3 separate regions of the Zea mays genome follow, and all the other regions are linked to region 2. The links are chromatin contacts, called in public Hi-C maps. All regions are on one chromosome and are shown on one strand. The core of a region is the stretch at or near the end of the contact, and the rest is flanking DNA. Distances in the headings are between cores, read along the strand shown. Region 1 holds the start of LOC100382294 (Major facilitator superfamily protein). Region 2 holds the start of LOC100193376 (ubiquinol-cytochrome c reductase complex ubiquinone-binding protein QP-C). Region 3 holds the start of LOC101027208 (Pyrophosphate-energized vacuolar membrane proton pump 1).

Region 1 (4,154 bases), core at 1,011-3,510, 310 kb after region 2:
CAGCAATTCCTATTTGTGCTAGATTATTAAGAACAGTGATTCCAGATCCAAACCCAACAAAGCATATTGCAAAGAGAAGCCAGAAATCGGCCTTCAGTATTGCTTCACGAAACCGGAAATCTTCTCCCCTTCTTGGTCTTCTTCTCTTTGGCTTTATAGCCCCTTCACCCTCAGCTAAGAGAATATCGATGTCTGTGGTATCATCTTCAAGATTACCAAGGTTTGATTCGGAGGAAGAAGGCAAAAGTGGTTCTGTGTGACCATTATCAGTTGTTGGGGAGTGTGAATCTGATCGACTTTTTTTCTTCAGGAATAACGTCATCTTCAATGGTATTGCCAGGGGAGCAAAAATGAGAAGAACCATGATGACAAGCAGAGAATAGTTCATAATGTCATTGAGAGTCACGATGTGATCCAATATCGTAGCCCCAACCAGATAAACCCCAAGAAAAACACTTGCCACTTGCGCAAACATAAAATGGACTTGCTCTGCATTCGTCTCCACCAGAGAGGGTTCACAAGGCTGAACAAAGTACATTGCCAGAAGGCACACAGCAGGAATTCCGAGAGTAAGAAAGAGCAAAAGGTTGATGGGTGAATCACGGAGCACTCCAGTGTATATTTCGGTGTAAACAGCAGCACTTAAACCCGAGTACCCTTTCAGAATGCCAGCAACAGCACCTCTGCTGACTGGGAAGTTCCTCATGTTTGTCACTAGAACAGCAGTCGCCAACCACGCGCCACCATTGGTAGCAAGACATAACCCAAACCATATCTGTAAGTAGGGTCATTAGTCAGTTTCACAACAGTAAATTCGGTAAATTCCCGTCTGCCGAGAACCGATGGGAATAAGGCCAAAACTGACACTAATTAGTTATTCCCGTGAATCACGTCGGTTTTAGCTTAATTCCAGTCAGCATGTATCCCGGACTGGGAATATACTGCTCAGAGTAAGTGAAAAAAACTTGTTTCAAGTTGAAGCTAGCAAAAAGCTAACCTCACTTGAAGCCTTAAAGGGGAAAGAAGAGTGGTGCTAATTCTAGAACACCCGACCCTCCATTGAGACACGGCGTGTAAAAGTCCTAGATACGTGCATATTGCAGGTAAACTAAGTGACAGTGATTTTATTGACCCATGTGCAGTCAAAACTTGTTTGCTAGTGTGTGTGTTTTTGCGAGGATTGTTTGCTAGTGTATGGCAGGCAGCCTAACTCCGGCCCATTTGTTTATGGAATTACAGAGACTTCTATTTACCCTCAAGCTTGCTTATACCATAAGGCGTTTACCATTTTTAGGATAATAGCATCTCTAAGAGACTAGCCAAATGACTCGTCAAATCAAATTTTGACTACTAAACAACAAAATAACTCTTCAACAGACTAGCTATCTGACTTGTCTCGCTATCCGACTCGTCAAATTGGCTCCATCATTGGCTAAACTTAGCTAGCCACCTGACTAGCTAAACTAGATATATAGTTTGTTGAAGTGTGATGCAAGTGTAATCTTTATAAAAATATAAATATATAGTTAAATAGAGAGCTAAAAATAATATGGAGAATAAATTCCAGCATCAGCATAACAGTCCATATATTATATTTACTTGCACAGCGCAAAAGTGCCAAAAAAAAAGTGACCATTTGCCACAAAAAAAACAATGCCTTCTACGAAAAACTTAACATCAACAGAGTAATGCAACTTCCGTTTCACGATCTAGAACTGACGCATAAACTGGATCTTAAAAAATCGATCAGTAATGTTTTTCGCAAAAAAATAGAAAAAAAAAGAAAAATCAATCAGTAAATTGATGAGAAGTAGCAAAACGAAGAGCGATAGCGGCGGCAGCTCACCAGCCAGTAAGGCAGCGCGGGCGCGACGCCAGAGACGAGGAGCCACGCGGTGCCGTACCCGAGCAGGCACGCGCCAGCGCCGATGATGAGGAGCAGCGCGGGGTGGAGGCGGTTGCAGAGCACCCCCGGGAGCAGGCCGAGGTTCTCGCCGACGTCACAGGCGACCCCGAGCAGCGCAAGCCGGCTCTGGTCGGCGCCGAGGGCGACCTTGAGCGCGTGCGAGTAGAGCGCGAACGTGGAGCCGGCGCCGCCCGCGACCTGCACCCATGCGGCCGCCCCCAGTCCCAGCCACGGCGGCCGGCTCCCCGCCTTCACCGACGCCGGCCCACGCATCTCGCTCGCCGAGGGGAGCACCGACCAACGTGCGTGATGTACAGCGGATGGCCTGGATGGATAGGGAGAGGGGAGCTGCGGTCGGGATCGCGGGTCGGCGAGGATTTTTGTAATAAGCTCTTTTTTATGGCTGTGTGCAGGCGCCGCGCCGGGCGATGGCCGGTGGGCTTGGAACTTTGGGAGCTGGTTAGCTTCGCTTGGAGCTGGGGTTTGCTGTTTTGGGTCGGGGCCGTGTGCGCGAAATGCGACGAAATTGGATGTACACAAACAGCGACGCGGATCTCAAAGGCTCAAACCATCGCGATTTCGATGGCGACGGTCGGTGGCACCGGCCAGCTTGAGTGGCCGCGATGACTATATTAAACAATATCTTGTATGTCATTTTCTTATTTTTTTTTACCTCATTCGTCTCCAGCAGCACCGTCTTTTATCAACGTGCAAACGTCAAACATGGAAACGGGTCGCCTGGTGGGGCTCTCTACGGAGACACGAACGGTCCGCGATCTGACACAGGAGCGGCTCCTTCTCTGCACGTTTTCGGATGGTCCACGTCTTAGGCCGGACGGTCCGCGATAGTGCAGAGGGTCTTTTTCTCCGCGAAGAACCCTAGAGCTCGCCCTGAAAGAGATCACGTCAAGAGGGTTCCAAGGGGTTGCTCTGAATCGGCTGGCCGCCCGGTGCTCCTCTAATCAGCGTAGAGTCGAATAGAGATTGTTGTGGAAGACTAAACTAAATCTAATCTTAAGGCTAAATTACTCCTACTCCTAGGAATTGGAAGAAAGAAAAGGTAAAATTGATAAATAGATTTGATTTGATCGATTGTGAGACGTTTAATCGGTCGTAGTCCTTCATCTATATAAAGGGGAGGTCTGGAGCCGTTATAAGTCGTTTCCCGAGTTAATCCCGTAAATTTAGCTAACAAATCGCGTAAGAAACTCAGAACCCTAACTGATCCTACGCACACGTGTACCGTCCGCGCCACCACAGCGGACTGTCAGGACCCCGGACCGTCTGGCCTCAGGGCCGAATCGTCCGCGAGGACGTTTTCTGTCCCCAACAGTTTACTTGGCTTTAATCTGAAACGAACGCTTGGCTTTAATTTAAAACAGCTCTACTGTTTCTAAAATGTTTTGTCTCTATGTATTACAGCCACATCAGTCCGAACTGCTGACTTTAATTCGAAGCGAACAGACTATATATCTCATCATCTATATACTAAATATATATTATAGATATTTTTTCCTCAAATTATTATAGGTATGTATTTATCATACCTTTAAATATCTTTATATTACTTTTATTTAGTTTCTCGTTTAAGTACAATATAGATCTTATACATACTTTAGTTTCATTTAGTTTATCGTTTATGTACAAAATAAATAGAGAAAAGGAAAAAAAGGATATTTATATAGAAAGGATGAAGTTGCATTCTCTATACTTTAAAACACATATATTTTAAAATATTTAAAATTTTTGAGTATTTTAGTATTTTAAAATGTTTTTGAGTTTTTTTAAAAATAGAATTTTAGGGCCTCGTTTCAGCCATTTTATAACCTAACATTCAAGCACAGAAAACATCTTAAAAGAACACAACAATTGTAACTTAACGAAACATCCAACACTCAACGCCTTGCATCTCCATTCCTCTCCTAGCTTTAGGAAACTGACCCACTTCCCCTGCAAAACACACATTCCCATAGGCAAAAAATGCACTATGAGGTCCTTAGCTCCAGCTACAATGTAAGTAATCCAGTCCAGAGCCATCTTGTGCACGCATTCACCATGTTCGTTCTGTTATACTTAAATAGATTGGATTATTTGATTTAATTAATAATTTGTGATCCAAAATAAATGCTAGAGAGTTAAGAGATTAATCTCATATTGCTAGTGGAGGAAAACTTTGAGCAACTTAAAAGGACTACTGATGAAATGTTGTGCCCCACCCAAGCATTGGAGATGATGCATGACGTATACG
Region 2 (4,106 bases), core at 275-2,774:
GGAAATGGATCGAGCATACTAACATGATATTAGAATTTTTTTGGGATTCTTTTATGGTGTGTTTGGTTGGATGTATAAGGAGGGATGGAAGTGGGCGGCCACATTTTCTATAGTGTTTGGATGAGAGTCACGTGATGGCGAGGTGAACATCAGAGCAATTTTGGTGGCGGCGTGGTCCAAAAAAATGAGGAGATGATGTCGCCCCAGCCTTATCCTACTTTGACCTTATACCAAACACATCCTTAATGCTTAGGCTCTAGACGATCACCCCTCTTTCTTAAGGCATGTACAACCCTGAGTCTCCGGAACGGTTTTATAAATACAAGAGATAACTAAGAGATAGTATAATATAACACCGAGCCTTTAGATAGTAAATACAATTAAGACACAATATGTATAGAGACAAACTCTTTACGAAGAGCTCGTCTCTTGATTTTTTTTCACTTAGCACTCTAGAGACCCTCAAGAGCCCTCTCATTTAGTTGAGTTGTATATGCCTTTAGGCTGAGAGCCGACCCTGGGTCAAGGCGGTAGGAGATGCAAGAGAGGAGAAATTAGAGAGCCTCTTAGGGCTGGTTCGGTGGATAAAGAAATGGAGGGGATCCATGAAGGATGAATTCCTTTTCTATTCAAATTTCTTCCATATGGATCACCTCCAATTCTCGTCTACCAAATTGACCCTCATAAGTGGTTCCGTGAGTGCAAAGTGTTGGTGCCGATCTGGGCACCAAACACTGGAACAAATCGCTTGGCGGTGCCCTCTGCGAAGGAACGGATGGTCCGTGGCACATGGCCGGACGGTCCACGACCTAGCGCAGGAGCAACTCCTCCTCTACGTACGTCCGGACGGCCCGTTCCCGGGGCTCGAACGGTTCGCGATGGCGCAGAGGGTCTTCTTCTTCGCAACATACCTATATCTCACCTCCCGAGAGGGACCCATAGGGGAGAAGAGATCCTAGAGTGTGTCTTGCCGTCAGCAGGCCACCCAAGACGTCTCTAGTTGACGTAGAGCCGAAGAGAGATGAAGATTTGAGGTAGAGTGGGGCTAAACTAGGGCTAAACTAGAGCCACTCGTAATGCATAAGGTAAAAAAGATTAAGTAGATTTGAATTGATTGATTGTGGGGATTCAATCGATCGTAGCCCTTCATTTATATAAAGGAGGAGGTCTGGACCCATTACAAGTAGTTTTTCGAGTTAATTCTACAAATTTAACTAATAAATCCCGCAAAAAAACTCGGAATCTTAAATAATTCTGCGCACGCGCGAACCGTCTGCGCCACCACCGTGGATTGCTCGGCCTACTATGGCGGACCGTCCGCTTCCCAAGTGGGCTCAACACAAAGTATAACATTTTTGTCTGTAAGTTCAGAGATCTTCGGTGTCCAATTTTGCCATTTTGGATTCTGAAAATTGGACGAAGCAAACGAAGGCAACATGATGAAACTTTTGCACTCCAGGTTCTACTGTAAATTGAGCCGTGTCCAACAAGCGAGCACCATTCGTTGCAGTTGGCCCAAAAATACTTGCCCGGCCCAATCGAATCTCTGACCGATATACCGAACCCTAGCCCAGTTGTTCCGCCGAGCGAACGATCCAGAAGCAGAAGCCACCGATCGGCGTGCCGCGTGCGTGAGGCGATCGGAGCATCCCGTCCCGAGGAGGAAGACAACCGGCGACGCGGGGGGAACATGGGGAAGACGCCGGTGCGGATGAAGGCGGTCGTGTACGCGCTGTCGCCCTTCCAGCAGAAGGTAATGCCGGGGCTGTGGAAGGACATCACCACCAAGATCCACCACAAGGTCACCGAGAACTGGATCTCCGCCACGCTCCTCCTCACCCCCGTCGTCGGCACCTACCAGTAAGCCTCCGGTCCCCTTCTGTGCTAGCTCGTTCGGCTGCGTTTCGTCCCCCTCACCCAGATCTGGTCGGATCGGGGTTGCTCCTGCTGCTGGCTGGCTGGGGGATCCAGTTAGGGTTCGATCGATTCATCTCTTTCTTAGATGCGTTGGTGGCCCGGATCCTCTCATTTGCTCCGATTTTGGTAGTTCTAACGAGGATTTCTTTATTTGGTGGTTTCGTTTAGGGTTAGTAGTACATTGTACAAAGGATTTGTCTAATGCATTGACCTGCCCCTTGGTTCGATTGTGGAAATTGGAACTACGAAGCTAGACACAGGTCATGCCTGGCTTTTATTCTACTTCATGCGGCACATATATGTGCATCTTGATGATTTCTTTACCATCGTTTTATGCCAGCGAGGTGAGGTATGTGCAGATGAAACACGCTGCCTAAGTGTCCTGTAACGTGTTACTAGTTAGGTGTCCTTACGCTATGGTTTCTATTTATGCTTGAGTATAAAACACAGATGTCCGTATTGTGTTGGCTAGGTGGGTATGAATTTGTGTTTGGAGCCAATAACCACAGTTTAAATCCCCATTGGTGCATAATTTTTAGTTTTTGTACCATTTAAATATGGGGGGAAAGGATAGGTGAACTGAAGGGAAAGGGTGACACACGACGACAGTGGAAGGTAGAAACTGGTGATTTATATAATAGAGTCTAGTTAGTTGCTTGTGTATCGCTACAGTTTCTATATATAATATAGGATTTCTTTGTACAATACAATCCAATATGAGTTGTAGTGGTCAGAGGTGAGTGCTCTCTTCCTAGAGACCATGGTTCGAATCCCTGTCCTGGTGACTTATTTTTTTTATATTTCACTGGCGACGCTCGCCACGCCTGTGGGGAGGGGGACGACACAGGAGATCCGACCGAGTCAGAGGGATGGCGGGTTGATTACAAAGAAATATATGAGACTTTTTGTAAAAGTGATGACGGTGGAATCGCGGAACCAAGAAAACTGGTGCTTTAATATAGTATAGATTTGGTTGCAGTATATGCTTTTATCTCTTATTACCAACATGACACACCATTTAGTTGATTAGTGTTGCCAACCCAAACGTGTAGGGTTTTAAGGTATTGCTTAGGATTGTTTTACCTTGTAGCTTGAAAGTTCAAACTAGTTGGAACTTTTGCATGGTGATTAGTTAATTTAATGTGCTTTTTGGACTGAATGTTCAAAGGCTAGTTTAAAAGACTTGTCTAGGTGTACTGTTTTCAAGTTTTGCATGTAATTTGGGTGCTAATCTTGTCTCCGCGGTCTTGTAGTAGCTTGAAATCTGCTTAGTAGTTTAGCCTCTTCTATCTGATTGATCATATACAAATCTAATGTTCTTTTGATTCTGAACTAACATTTATTGGTAAACACTATTGTTAAATCACATAATATTTGTGTTCAGGGGCAATAAGGCCACATACAGAATCCAAGGTTGCCCAGCTTAGGAGTTGCAACCTCTATGCTCATAGGAATCTTATAATACTTCGTTTTTGGTTAAAGTATAGATGGGACAGGTGTGTTCTGTTTGATTATTCTTAAGGTTTTCCAAGGTATGGAAGTTAGGGCAAAAGTTAGACAATTCAGTTTAATTAAGCAATAGTCCGAATATTCTTTTGTAACTTGTAACTCTCAATATTCTTCTTAAAGGTAAGTGCAATTTGGGATTGGGCTCAGATGTAGATTCAGAAACCGATTTTCTGTGTTCGGGGGTTGTATCCATGTGAGATTGTGCATCTGGTGTAACACTGACCCTTAGTAGTGTAAGTCTCATGTCATGTCCTACGGTGATTCAGGTGTAGGCTTGTTTGTCTCATGACCCAAACTACTTCCATCATGGACTCATGCTGTGAATTAGTGAAAAAATTCATGGTCATTAGGATAATTTCACACCAATTCAGAAAGTGGAAGCATAATTTCCTTTAAAATAGGTTTGTCAAAACTGGATTTAGGCTATCTTACTATCTCCGTACCTATATTCAAACTTCACTTTATGAACATTTCAGTCTACAGTGCAAACAATGTAAAAATAATGTTTTGGGTGACCATACAGTGACCATATCTGTGTTTATCCTGTTCTATTTGGTTGCCCAAATAAAATATACTACAATTCTAAAAAATGCAGCTTGATTCATTGAATTTCCTTTTGTTGTAGGACAGAAAATCGTGAACAACTAATCTTCCTCGTTAGATTAGGGGGTTGCAGAATT
Region 3 (4,090 bases), core at 1,184-3,683, 260 kb after region 2:
AGGGACACCTCAACGGAGACATAAGTTTTGTTTGGAAACCGAACTCCGGTAAATAAATCGTCGTGTTCATTTGTGTTGTTTTGCTTGCGGTTTGATTTCCCATCTTCCTCTCTAAGTTCTCTTGCTTGATCATGACTTGAATCAAATTTGTGTTGCTCCCAAGTTAATTATGCAATTATAAGAGCAACACTAGCAAGAAGAACTACTCTTCCTTACTCTGATTCTATTACTTCTCGTTCTAAGCCTAACTGGGGATTAAAGTGTTTGTATTAAATATTAAATTTCAGGTTTTACCTATTCACTCCTCTCTAGAAGACTTTCAAAAAAATAGATCTTTTATAGTATAGATATACCATTGTCTGGTGCCTTGTTCATTTCAAAAGGATATTAAGGTCTTTTTGGAATATGATTTTTTTTGCAAAAAACAAAGTAATCTTGGTAAAATTTCATTACGAGTTTTATGTCTTATCCGGTTCTAGTGAGGCCGTAGGATGATGAGTTTGCCACCTCTCTCAAGTCGTCGTCTCCTTGCTGCTGCCAAAGAAGAAGGAGTAAAACACATTGCCAATGCAGTATCCAAGATTATTATTTCATTAGCTTATCCAACGTTGAAAGCAAAAGACACGTCAGTGCCAGCTCACTCCCTTACCTTTGATCCAGATATTCCACTGTATCCCTACTACTAATTAAGAATGCAGTGTGGGCGCCTGGCGCGGCCATGCCCCCGCCTCCGCCTACCGCGCGTGATGGCCCAACGGCCCCACACCGACGTAGAGAAAGCACGCGGCCGTGGCGAAGAGGCCAACGCCGAGGCACACGGCCCACCTCCATCGCCCACCGCACCTTCTCCATCTCGACCTCCTACTCCTCCTCCTCCGCGTCCCCGACCACTTCCCACCCGTCGTCGTCGCACTCGCAGCGGAACCAGACGCAGAGGCCCGTGGTGGCGTCCTCCTCCGGTATCCCCTCCAGCCGGGTGGCTCGGCCGCGCGGGCCCTGTCCTGCATCAGCACACCGCCCTCCGCGAGCACCACCACCTCCGCCACGCACACCTTCGGTGAAGCTAGCGCCCCACGGCACTCCACGTGCCACACCCCCTCGCGTTGCGCGGAGAAGACGCCCTCCGCTGCGACCTCCTCCCCGGCGGCGACGAGCACCTTGAACCGCGCGCCCTCGGCGGCGGCGACCCGACGGAGCGTGACCTTGGCGGGCGCGGCTGGCGGGAGCGCGCGACCGTTTAGCCCCTGCGCCGCACCCCCGATGGCCGGGTGGTAGGCCAACGTGAGCTCCGCGGGCGTCGTGGCGGAGCAGGAGGAGAGGCGAAGGTAGAAAGCGCGGACGTCGAGGCGCCGGGACGGGGGCGGGCGGAGGAAGCCGCCCTCTATCGCTGTGGCGCGGCACATCGTGGAAACCGGTCGCTGAACCTGCGTCGTCTTGCTGCTGCTCGAATGCTGTCCTTGTGATCACCGAAGGGCAAGGCAGCTTGTGCTGCTAGGATCTTTTGATAATAAAGCGGAGCGCGGAGGCGATAAGCGTCGGGTCGTCCGGTGGTTTTCCGCGTGGCGCCCGGGGTTTTCTTTTCGTGGCCGAGTCGGCCGAAACAGAGCACACGGTTTGGTTTGCATAGCTTTGTTGTGGGTTCCCGTCTTTTTCTCTCTGCCTACAGCAGCTGGGCTGGGCAGCGTTTAGCTGACGTCTGCGTGAGAGAGACCGCCGTCCAGGATGGCTGCACGGGACAGGTGTGCACTAAGCCTGAAACATGTCACCACCAGGCCCGACTCTGGCCTCCATGCCATGCGCGCGTTGTGTTGCCACCGTAGCAGACCCTCGACGCGTGGAGCCAAATTCTGTTTTCCCCGCCGCACTACGACAATGCAGCAGCATAGCCACAGGGAAAAACACTGATATACTCCTAATATGCAGCTAATTCTGCCCGTTCCTGTTGGATCCGTAAACAAGCTAGCTAATTCATCACCCTCCTCACATCCAGCGTCCGCAAAATATAGTACAGAACAAGTACTTGAACTCACACCCCTATGCTATAGAAATTTAGGACTAATCAACAGACCACATATATCTTAGTGTTTAAAAATAAACAAAAAATATATTTGTAACCTAGACGCCGCTCTTATGCTCCACATCTCATGGCAACGCACGAGCACATAGTGTACCGAAGAAGAGAAATATATTATCCCCTGAGCCCACCTGCCATCCCGGGCCAGCCCACCAGCAAAAGGCTCTAAAACAGGACAGCCCACAGACACTGACACACAGGCCTGCAGCTTTTACACCTAACCCTTCCAAGTTAATCGCATTCACGACCCGCCCCTTCTCTCCTGGCCACCTCCATCCATTCCACACTCCCCTTCCACATGCACCTTCCCCGCTATATAAGACACGCGCCCCGAGCTCAGGGAAGAGAGCTGCAGAGAGCGTGACGCGTCTCCCACACGGCCGCCGCCCTCGCCTTCGTGCGTTCCCCGCGTAGAGTTTAGGGTTTTGTCGCCGCCATGGCGATCCTCTCGGCGCTCGCCACCGAGGTGTTCATCCCCGTCGCCGCCGTCATCGGCATCGCCTTCGCCGTCGTGCAGTGGGTGCTCGTGTCGCGGGTGAAGCTCTCCCCGGCTGCAGCCGCGTCCGGCGGCAGCAAGAACGGCTACGGCGACTACCTCATCGAGGAGGAGGAGGGGCTCAACGACCACAACGTCGTCGTCAAGTGCGCCGAGATCCAGACCGCTATCTCCGAAGGTGAGGCCGGGGATTCCTCAGATCTGGGGCTGCCGCTCAGTTCGCTTAGATCCGCTCATTTCATGTTGCTCTGGCGCGTTTGCCAACAGAGGTTTACGTTTTTAGTAGATGCCGTTTTTAGTAGGTCGGGACTTTTTTTTTTGTTATCCGTTCGTTTATTTGGTGGATTTCACGCTGATGGCGGTGAAGTTCCTATCATTAGGTTGGGTGCTTGGGTGAGCTCAAATGTCATAGCTACCGCGTAGATAGCACAAAATCATGATTTTATTAGGACTGAAACTCGGTCTGCGTGTTTTTTACGGAATGGAAGACAAATATCTGCGTGGGGGTGTCGGTACCTCTGTGGGGGCTGCCAATTGGTGTACCCCCTTCAAAAGTTCAAACCATGCACATTTTCTATGATATTTTTGGTTGCTACTGGCACCTGTCCCACAACGTGGATTTTTAAGTGGGGGCTCATGTGATGTGTTACTGTTGTTTTGCTATATTCGATTCATGGGTCCCAAGTGTGGCTGGCAAATAATCCCTTTTCTCACCCCTTGGACGTGTGAATCTGGGCTTTGGCTTTAGATGCTTGTAGTGGCGCTGATGGATCTAGCGATGAAGTGTTCTTTTAATGCCTAGCGGCGTTCTTGCCCCTGTGTCGGTGCTGCAGTAAAGCCCAGTTCTTTTAATGCCTAGCGGCTTTCAGTTGACATGGTCTCTGATCTTACCTTGTGCCTTTCTTGTAGACCAAAACGTAGCAAGTTAGGCAGATCACCATTTGGCTGACATAAGCTACCATTACTCAATACAAGGGCTCCAATGTCTCTAGTGCACTAGGTAGATCTAGACCTGGAAGTTCCTGGGTAAGAGATGGGGATTCTCTGTCATCTGTCACCCATGTGTCGCTTGTTCACTGCGCTCTGAGCTTCCCATTTAGATCAGCAATTGTCTAGTGCAGTAGTGCTGATCAGTTACATGTCCCATAATTTGGTGTTAGGCGCTATTTTATATGGTTGAGACAGGGACACATGAAAATAAGCACTTTTGGAGTTATTTGGTTGAGGGGCCTTTAGTTTGTTTACTTCCCTGTGTGGTTGACAAATGGATGTTGGATGTGTCAGTCTGTGTTAATCACTCATTTATTTGATGATACTGGAAAGATAAAACTGGACCAGTAGTTTTGCTATTCTTTCTGAATAGACTAGTGTGCCATTGTATTGTCTGTAGCTTACATCCTAGTGATCCTAACCATATGATTGACATCTAAAATTGTCTTCTCTTTTATGGACAGGAGCAACATCGTTTCTTTTCACTGAGTACCAATATGTTGGTATCTTCATGTCCATCTTTGCTGTTG

Evidence for each region. A called contact is a pair of places that touch in the nucleus more often than the background predicts.
Region 1: a Hi-C map of tassel shows a contact between it and region 2, with 3 times the contacts expected there. The contact joins the promoter of LOC100382294 here to the promoter of LOC100193376 in region 2. A contact is called at or near these places in 2 of 25 Hi-C or Micro-C datasets (ear and tassel).
Region 3: a contact with region 2 is called in a Hi-C map of tassel, with 3 times the contacts expected there. The contact joins the promoter of LOC101027208 here to the promoter of LOC100193376 in region 2. A contact is called at or near these places in 5 of 25 Hi-C or Micro-C datasets (bundle sheath, leaf, root tip and 1 more).

Annotation. Positions count from the first base shown.
Region 1 is chr6:134,126,425-134,130,578 of Zm-B73-REFERENCE-NAM-5.0, forward strand. It overlaps LOC100382294 (Major facilitator superfamily protein), which reads right to left and starts at 2,261. Exons shown (of 3, transcript NM_001175044.2): 1 at 1,847-2,261; 2 at 1-775. The coding sequence starts at 2,179.
Region 2 is chr6:133,815,278-133,819,383 of Zm-B73-REFERENCE-NAM-5.0, forward strand. It overlaps LOC100193376 (ubiquinol-cytochrome c reductase complex ubiquinone-binding protein QP-C), which reads left to right and starts at 1,525. Exons shown (of 2, transcript NM_001317234.1): 1 at 1,525-1,860. The coding sequence starts at 1,691.
Region 3 is chr6:134,074,768-134,078,857 of Zm-B73-REFERENCE-NAM-5.0, forward strand. LOC101027208 (Pyrophosphate-energized vacuolar membrane proton pump 1) reads left to right here and starts at 2,434. Exons shown (of 8, transcript NM_001279843.1): 1 at 2,434-2,748; 2 at 4,025-4,090. The coding sequence starts at 2,511. It also overlaps the pseudogene LOC109940540.